2 separate regions of the Oryctolagus cuniculus genome follow, and region 2 is linked to region 1. A link is a contact called in public Hi-C data. All regions are on one chromosome and are shown on one strand. The core of a region is the stretch at or near the end of the contact, and the rest is flanking DNA. Distances in the headings are between cores, read along the strand shown. Region 1 overlaps LOC103349679. Region 2 overlaps NEDD9 (neural precursor cell expressed, developmentally down-regulated 9).

The links. Hi-C and Micro-C count contacts between places; a contact is called where the count stands out from the background.
Region 2: a contact with region 1 is called in a Hi-C map of embryonic fibroblasts, with 2.0 times the contacts expected there. The contact joins two enhancer-like sites. A contact is called at or near these places in 2 of 6 Hi-C or Micro-C datasets (embryonic fibroblasts and skin fibroblasts).

Annotation. Positions count from the first base shown.
Region 1 is chr5:159,170,205-159,174,818 of mOryCun1.1, forward strand. It overlaps LOC103349679, which reads left to right. Exons shown (of 9, transcript XR_011388801.1): 7 at 3,061-3,164. Among named protein-coding and RNA genes, the nearest start is that of NEDD9, 27 kb to the right of the region's middle. Within about 2 kb of position 2,212, at least 3 of the 8 cell types and tissues checked have an H3K27ac peak or open chromatin away from gene starts, as enhancers often do.
Region 2 is chr5:159,340,409-159,345,022 of mOryCun1.1, forward strand. All of the region lies in intron 2 of NEDD9 (neural precursor cell expressed, developmentally down-regulated 9), which reads left to right. Among named protein-coding and RNA genes, the nearest start is that of NEDD9, 140 kb to the left of the region's middle. Within about 2 kb of position 1,978, at least 1 of the 8 cell types and tissues checked has an H3K27ac peak or open chromatin away from gene starts, as enhancers often do.

The DNA.
Region 1 (4,614 bases), core at 962-3,461:
GTATCATTAGCTCTGGTGAATAGTTCCACATGCATAGTTAATTATTCAACATCATGCTTCTGCAGGGGGCAAGAACTGTAAAATATTTTTACAACATCTTGATGACATCTGTACAAAGAAAGTGTCAGTTGGTGTTAAGGACTATTAAAGCAGTTTGTGGGATATTTGGTGCAGTGGTTAAGATACCCCTTGGGATGCCACATGCAGAGTGGCTGAGTTCAAGTCCCAGCTCCACTCTGCCTTCTGGCTTCCTACTAATGCACACCTGGGAGGCAGAAGTGATGGTTCAGGTAGCTGGGCTCCCGTCACACAAGTGGGAGACCCAGATTAAGTTGATGGCTCCTGGCTTTGGTCCTGCCCAACTTTGGCTGCTGTGGGCATTTGGAGAGTGAACCAGCAGATGAGAGGTCTCTCTCTCTCTGTCTAACTCTCTGCCTTTCAATCACATACATACATACATACAGACAGACATAATTAAATAAATTTAAAGCAGTTTGGAAGTTATTTTTATAAAAGACTCACTATAAGGAGGCATCACAATTAGCTTTAGTATGTGTTCTGTGTACCCCTTTTTGCTTCAAACAAGAACAATGAAATATAAGATATGAATAAATAAGTAAAATGGTAGAAGCATGTTCAAAGCTAAATGAGTGTTTTACATTGGCCAGAAAAGAAAGACAATCATTTAAAAAGAACACTTCCGTGGTTTTTAATGTTTTCACATAGTTGTGCAACCATTGCCACAATCTAATTTTAGAACATGTTCATCACCCCCCAAAGAAATCTTGTGTTCCCTTACAGTCACTAGGCAACCAGTCACTGCCTAAAGGTCATTAGACAACTACACATCTGCTTTTTTTCTCTACACATGTAGTAAAACGAACAACCCTTCACAATGAACATCCAGTCCACGTTCCTTCACTGGTGAGTTCTACTGAACATTTAAAGAAGGATACCAATCCATTATAAATTCTTCCAAAAAATAAAAGTGGAGGAGGCTCTTTCTAAGAAGCCAACATTAACTGATACTAAAACTAGACAAAGGTATCACAAGAAACTTCTATGTAAACTCTGTTACATGAGAGTTTTTGCATCATTCAGCCTCAAAAGTCAAATCTGTAACCAGTGGCAAGAAAGTCTCATGAAAACGTGCGACACTTACAAATGCATATGGCCGCTTAATGGTGGCCACCTTGATTTATCCATATTGACACAGACTGGTGCATGTCCACCAGGGGGAGACAGAAGGAAGAGCTGGTGTAGATTCCCTAGCACTGAACCCTCCACTGCTACACGCAGAAAGCGTGTCAAAGGGTTTGAAGCCCCTCCTCACAGAAGGATTTTCCCTACTTTCATGAATGAAGGCAAGGCCACCCCAATCACAGCTGCTGAATTACACAGTCTCCCTTCAGAGAATCTACTCTCACTCACTCACCAGTAGCCTGAGTTCTCATCACCACTCCATGTCAAAATCCCCAAGACCCTTCATTCACATCAAGCATAGGGAATGATAAAAATATTTTAAAAAATGGTTCCATGTGTGTTTTATCAGAGATCGGAGCTTAAAATTGAATACTGGAAATTGATCACTTCTGTCATCAGACAATGTAGTCAGGAATAATTTAAGGGGTAGGATCATGTGAGTACAGAGGGCCTCTGGATTTTCCTAGTCCCTAGAACCAACATATTTACCAAGAGTGTATTTTAACTAGAATACCAAATTCTAGGCTACTAAAAACATAAAGAAACTAGTACTCCAAGTATGCTGTTTGAGTTGAAATTTGCCCAGGATGTACAAAGAAGAGGACCTGCATGCAAAGTAAACAGGATACATAGAGGAAACGCACCTGCATCCAGGCCCTGCTTCTTAGGAAAAGTAAACTTAATTTCCCTTCCACAGAGAGAAAGATTATTAGAAACTTCAAAAGTGCAGTCTCAGAAACATCTACAAATGACATTAAAACTTCTATTAATTTCAGTTACATGGGACTGCCAAGCAGACTTGCATAATCCCTTAATGGTTTAGAAGACATTTCTAGTATCTGATAAGCAGTCACTCTGAATCACGGGTGTTTGGTTCTATAATCACAGGGGGATGTGTGTGTGGCAAGGCCTCTGAAACCCCATTTCCCTGATTTGCCCTTGAGATTAAGAGCATCCTGCAGACAGCTATTGTGTTTGCTCTGAGACCACGCAGCCCCTTGATTCTCATTGGCACCATCAGGACTAATGCCATTTTAAGACTAAGTCAGGGAGGTCTTCTAATCACGTGTGTATTTCTTATCACAACTTCAGATCTCCGTAACTACCAGTGCTCTAATCCTTCTCCCGCAATGCCATATAAAGTGTTAGTTCTCAACCTTTCATAAAAAAAGGAAAACAGCAGAGGATTGTAGTATACGAAATCTGATGAATCATAAGGGTGAGCTCATGAGCTAAAAATGGGGACAAGTAAAGTCCTAAATGAATGGTGGGAAGGACTTCAGTTCCTACTAATGTCTTCAAGTCACAAAAGCAAAGCAAAGGGCTGATATAAAGGCAAACATGGAGATAGAAGCAGACAGAAAAGTGCTTTCAATAGAGGAATTCTACCAAAACAGCACGGAGACTGTTCATTTTATTTTATTACATAATAAAAAGGAAAAATGGAGATTGTTTCCCCCAAAAGGATCAGTCCAAAGTAGTTTGTGGCATGTGCTATGAACTCATTCACAGAGGAACCAACATACTTTAGAGCTAAGTTGTCTAAAAATAACTTGCTTCATCAGTTCTGGAACATTTTTCCAGTCTTTTGCCAAGAATCCAATAAATGTGCATTGCTTTTTTTTCTTTCAGGCAATTTTAGGAAGCTTTTACGTATCATACTCTTTTGTAAAGAAAATCCATATAGCCAATAGTCTATGAATAAAATAATGTGAGAGTAGCTAAGGAACTAAGGTTCATAAGGCAATTACTTGACTCCCTTTGGCCCAAGACATTAATAAAGATCAGTTAACCCAGATAAGCTACTCTTCAGCTCTCTTGTCTATCCTTAGGTTCCTCCGTATTTCTCTTCTGCAGGGACCTGGTGCTCAGCCTGCCTCTGTGAATCTGACTGTGAATGGGCAAGTGAAAAGAAACCCAGAGACTGCCTGAACTTTCATTCCAGCTCAGAGCTTCTGCAGGTAGCTACCAGGAAATACTTAAATAAAGGGTAGAGTTAGCCAATCTTCCTGAGGCATTAGTGAGTGACATCAAAACACTTCATTAATAAAATATGTCAAATATTTTAAGGAACATGATGTACATGCACTTCTAAGGCAAAACACAGTAGACTTCAAAGATATTTCACAATTATTCCCTTCTAAGTGAGCCTTGTTGGGCTGAGCCTGCAATCATTATGTTCACGTAACATTTGCTTCATTTAGGGGCATATTATTATCAGTATAACAAAACACTCAAGACTGATGGCCATTAGCTACAGGTTTTAATATTAGAATGGACTTTAAACATAATCTGGCCTAATATAAGTATTTTACAAATGAAACTGAGAACAAAGAGAAAAGGTAGAGAATGGTATTGTGTGGGTTTTCCTTTCTCTGCAACGGGGTACAGGGCTAAGGGTTTCCATGCTCTGAGCTATGGACTGTCCTCCAAGCACACCCCCTAGTCTTAGCTTGCACCCTTCCTTTGCTTGCAATGCCTTCTTTTGCTGGGAAAACTTCACTTACTATTCAAGACTCAGCTCATAATCGTCTTCACGGGGAAACCTTCTCCTACCCACCCAGTTGTGGTTAGCTGTCTATTCCCCTGTGCTCTGGTAGATCTTTGAATGTAATTTTGTTTTAGTCACTCTCAATTTTAAATAAATGTAAAACGCCCTTCCAGAACTCCCTCTCCAGTTGTCAGCTTTGCTGGTTTCTTCCCTTTACAATTAACATGCCCAAAGAATTGTATTCATATTCAGAATTTGGTTTTGAAATATTCATTTGAGGTTTTGAAATATTAATTTCACTCCAACTGGCTTCTGATCCCTCCACTTCACTGAAAATTTTCTTGGTAAAGGTATCTATAACTTCTATGCTGCCCAATCCAATGGCTCACTTTCAGCTGTTGTACTTCTCCTTTCTTACACATTCTACACAGTTGATCACCTCTGCTTTAAAACATCCTTGGCTCCTGGGACACCACACTCTCTGAGACTTCCTCCCATGACTTCAAGTATCTCTCTCAATCTCCTTGAATGTTCATCCTCTTCTCTTCTGTCTTTAGTGTTACAGCTCCTTAGAGCTTAGATCTCAGCGCTCCTCTGTCTTTGCTTTTTTGGTGACTTCCTCCATTCCTTGGCTACAAACTCTACTATCTATATCAACAATATGTCTACAGGAAAGATGCCTTGCTCTCTCCTAGATTGTGAATAAAACTGCTAACTTATATTATTAGTACTGCCTGTCATGATTATAAATGATAGAATCTAACTGAAAATTAGCTAAAGACAAAACAGAGAGACAAAGATGAAGAGACAGACAGACAGATTGTAACTCTTAGCGCATGTAATCAAAGTAGGGGCAAAACAAAAGGTCTCTGGTAGTTCTCAAAATTCTTTTTGTGTCTTCTCTCTGTATATCACCTCCA
Region 2 (4,614 bases), core at 728-3,227, 170 kb after region 1:
CTCATCCATAAAACATGTTCTCTGCAAATACTAATATTTGACCTACTGTGTGGGTTCCATGGCCTAGCTGAGTTGACACATAAAATTAACCTGTACAATATTTGAATGTGAGAAGTGCATAGATGCAGCAGGAAATGAGAGTTTGGAACTCACAACTCAGGTCAGAAGATGTGATAGTCATCAGTACAAAGACAAGAGTAGTCATTAGAGAAGATGAGGTGGACAGCGGGAAATACAGTAGGAAAAGGGGCTGAGGATAGAACCTTGGGGAATGCCTACCTGAGAAGAAAATTAATAAGTATTGGCAAAAGCAGCTGAAGAATCAGAAGAACCTACTGCCACAGGACTAGAGGAAGGAGTGCATTGAAGACAACGCACATGGTGAACAATGTCACGAGCTAAGGGGGGGATAAAGGAGTTGGCAGGGAAGTCTCAGCCTTGGCAATGGGGATGGGGGTCTCACTGTGGGGGCTCCCCAGCTGTGCTCTGTAGATCTCAATAGGCCAAATATCAGAAGGCCCACAATGAAGCAGGTACAGAAATTGAGTGAGTGCTTTAAGACTTGGACAGCAATCAGGCAGGGGTCATTTAATCTCAGGGGTCAATTTCATCATCCTGGTTGTCATCATCATCATCATCATCAGGGCTTTTCTTTTTCATTTTATTTTTCTAGTAACATAAACTTCAATACAACAGTCCAGATTGCTGGTTTGGGTGATTGCAGACGAAGTCAGGGGCAGAGGCGGGTGTGGGGACTGAGTGAGAGGCCAGGACTTGGGATCATTGACTCTCTGGCTTCTGCAAGTGAAAGAAAAAACTGGGTTGCAGCTGGGGAAGAGCCAGCAACGGGAAGATTCTGGAGACCTACAGAAAGTATCTGTGGTCTGTGTCCACCCATCCACAAATGTCGAAGTCTGGATATTTCCACGATCTGTGTGGCAGCTAAACCACCAGCAATGACCCAAAGTAACGCCTCTTTTCCACATACGCCACTTTGTAAGACCACTCACACAAAATGTGAAAGAGTTTGCAATGGGATGCAGTCCCACAGCCCTGGAAAGATCTTGTAATACATGCATGTGCCCTCCGTGTCTTTCTACAATGAAATACTGTGGCTTACACCATCTGTCTGGCCTCCAGGGTTCTGAACAAGAAAAATGCATCTGTATTTAGGGTAAGGAAGACCTGAATTCACTTGCTGAGAGCAGAGGGTTTAAGAGTAGGGAGCAGAGAAGAAAGGAGATGGATGGGAAGCTGCATCCCAGATTGGGCTTGAGAGAGGTAAACTGAAAAGGGCAGAATTCTTTTCATAAGGAGGGTGTCCTTTTATTTCTTCCGATGACCAGAACTGCACAGTAGAGAGCCTGTGAACACACAGTTGGTCTTCCATAGCCACAGGGTCCACAGCCACAGGATTAAACAACCACAGACAGAAAATACTCGGGGCAAAAAACAAACAAACAAACAAACTGTATTTGTACTGAATATGTACAGACTTTTTTCTCTGTCTTTATTCTGCAAAAAAAAAAAAAGGCAGTATAACATATACATAGCATTTACATTATATTAGGTTTAACAACTAAACTAGAGCTGATTTGCAGTGTATCAGAGGATTACATAGGTTACGGCAAATACTATGTCATCTATAGAAGGGACTTGAGCACCCATGGGTTTTGGTATCCACAGGGATGCTGGAACCAATCTCTCATGGATGCTGAGAACCGCTGTATGGAGTGATTTTGAGGTGGCAAGTTTGAAAGCTGGGGAACACGTGGCTTCTGTCTTCCAGGGTCAGAAGGGGCTTCACCCTTGCTTCTTGTCATCCTGGCCCCCCCTTCCTAAGACCAGAAGCTCCCAAAGACTGTTTAGAGCATGAGTCATGAGAACCGCAGGCCTTGAAGTTCAAGAAAACCCTTGCGACATCCCCTTGTCTACATCTTCAAGTCTGAAATCACAGGGTGCCAAGACTTCAGCAAATTCAAGGAACTTATACTTAAACATCTGCAAATCTCAGTGGTGTCAGTGAGTGAGACAATGTCTTGTGCTCATCAGCAGGGGCCCTTTCGGTTTTCCCTATAAAGAGGAGAGCCACTCCATAGGTCTCTGCTGCCGTGGGCAGAAATGTGCCGTCCACGTTCAATCTGGCAAGGCAAGAGTGGGTGCTGGTGCCTGTACCGCCACCCAGTCCTGGGCCCGTGCTCTCAAGACATTTCTCTAGCAGACAAAATAAAAGATCGCTGAGAGCTAGCACACTTTGTTTACTTTCTAAAATGAATCAATCTTCAAAAGCTTGGCTTGAACCTCGCAAGGAGTGATGTGTCCCCGCACCACATTCCTCCCATCTCCCCCTTCCACCAGGCTCTACATTGCTCAGATTCCTTCTTCTGGCTCCTCAGCGCCAGCTGGCGGCTGTCTGGGTTGGCCAGACAGGTTCCAGGCCCTGGACTGGGGCCTGCTGGGCATTCACAGCTGATGAGGGACAAGGGGCAAGCTTTCTCTGAAGACTAGGTCACATGGGTTGTTTGGGGACACAAGTGGGAAAAAATGCATCCCCAGCTCCTCAGGAATAGGTGTCCCCATGCCCACAGGAGGGTGGTCATTTGGTGTTTAACCTACTTTTCCTCCTTTCCCATTTTATCCCAGCCTACGTGGGCCCTTGCTGTGATGCTGGGAACCACATGTGAAGGGTGAGTTTCAAAGGCCACTGTGCCCTGGAAAATGACAAAGCTCAGGAGTAGATTGGAAACAGCACATTCAGCCCCAGCCAGGAACTCAGTGCACACTCACTGGCCTGTTCTGCTTATTCCACTGAGCCAAGAGCAGAAAGTGAGACAGAGGGAGGACAGGAGGGACTGCCAAGTTCCATCCCATGACATTTCTTCATGCCGTGTCACATCACACGAAAGCACATCTTTTTTGTTTGTTTTTTAAAGGGTCATTTTATTTATTTGAAAGGCAGAGTGATGGAGACAGAGGAAAAAAAAGAGATCTTCCATCTGTTGGTTCACTCCCCAAATGATTGCAATGGCCGCGGTTAGGCCCAGTCAAGGCCAGTAACCTGGAACCACATCTCCATCTCCCATGGGGGTGACAGGTTACCAAGGACTTGGGCCATCTTCCACTGCTTTTCCAGGCACGTTAGCAGGGAGCTGGATCAGAAGCGAAGTAGCCAGGAGTCCAACTGGCACTCTGATATGAGATGCCAATGTGGCAAGCATTGGTTTAACTCACTATACCACAACTCCAGCCCCCAAGTCTTATAATCCACAAAGTGGAAATATGCACATAGACAGAAGTCAAGAAGACTTTTCCAGGGTTAAGGGTTTATAAAGGAAGAACTTTTCAAATGTAAGGGTATACAAGAGGCCTTCAAAAAGTTCAAGGCTCCAGGCCAAAGCCAGGAGACAAGAAGGCAATACAGATCTCCCATGTGGTGTCAGGAACCTGATTACTTGAGCCATCATCTGCTGCCTCTCAGCATCTGCGTTAGCAGGAAGCTGGAACTTGGAGTAGAGTCAGGACTCAAATCCAGATATTCTAATATGAGATGCAGGAGTCAACCACCAGCCAGAGTCTGTCCCTAAGCTTACCCTTTAGTTCCATTTTTCAAGTACATGTTGAAGTTCTCTTCTGGAAAGGGTTAGCAAGGAGGCAGGCTGTGTTGGCGCTCACTCACTTAATAAGCATTATGCAGCAATACTGTTGTGCTGGGCAGTGCCTCCCGAAAGAAAAGAAGACCATGCTCCGTCCAGTCATGGAATTCCTGTTTATGTGGTCTTGGCAGAGCATCCTGACCTTTGTAAAAGTCCACAATTTCTACCAGCAGAAAAGATCTCCATGACAGGTTCAAGTAACAAGCTGTTTATTTGGACAGACCAAAGCAGGCCACAACAAAACTCCTTATAGCAAGAGCAAACAGCAAACAGGAGGGAAAGGAGGGCACACTGGCCAGGCAGCCTGCACAATTTCACTGTGAACCCCCTTTAGTTCCACTGAACTTCCGGGACACATACCAGGGTGCTTCAAAAAGTTCATGGAAAAATGGATTCAAAGATGAGTTTATTTTAGTACAAAAAAAATTTAAATCCAGGGCCAGCATTGTGGCGTAGTGGGTAAAGCCACTGTTTTCAACACCAGCATCCCATATGGGCTCTGGTTCATGTCCTGGCTGTTCCACTTTTTTTTTTTTTAATTTTTTTTTTGACAGAGTGGACAGTGAGAGAGAGAGAGAGAAAGGTCTTCCTTTGCCGTTGGTTCACCCTCCAATGGCTGCTGCGGCCGGCGCACTGCACTGATCTGAAGCCAGGAGCCAGGTGTTTCTCCTGGTCTCCCATGTGGGTGCAGGGTCCAAGCACTTGGGCCATCCTCTACCGCACTCCCGGGCCACAGCAGAGAGCTGGACTGGAAGAGGGACAACCGGGACAGAATCCGGTGCCCTGACAGGGATTAGAACCCGGGGGTGCCTGCGCCATAGGCGGAGGATTAGCCTATTGAGCCATGGCGCCGGCCCGTTCCACTTTCAATCCAGCTCCCTGCTAATGGTCTGAGAAAAGCAGTGGAAAATGGTCCAAGTACTTGGGCCCCTGAAACTCACATGGTAGGCCCAGATGAAGC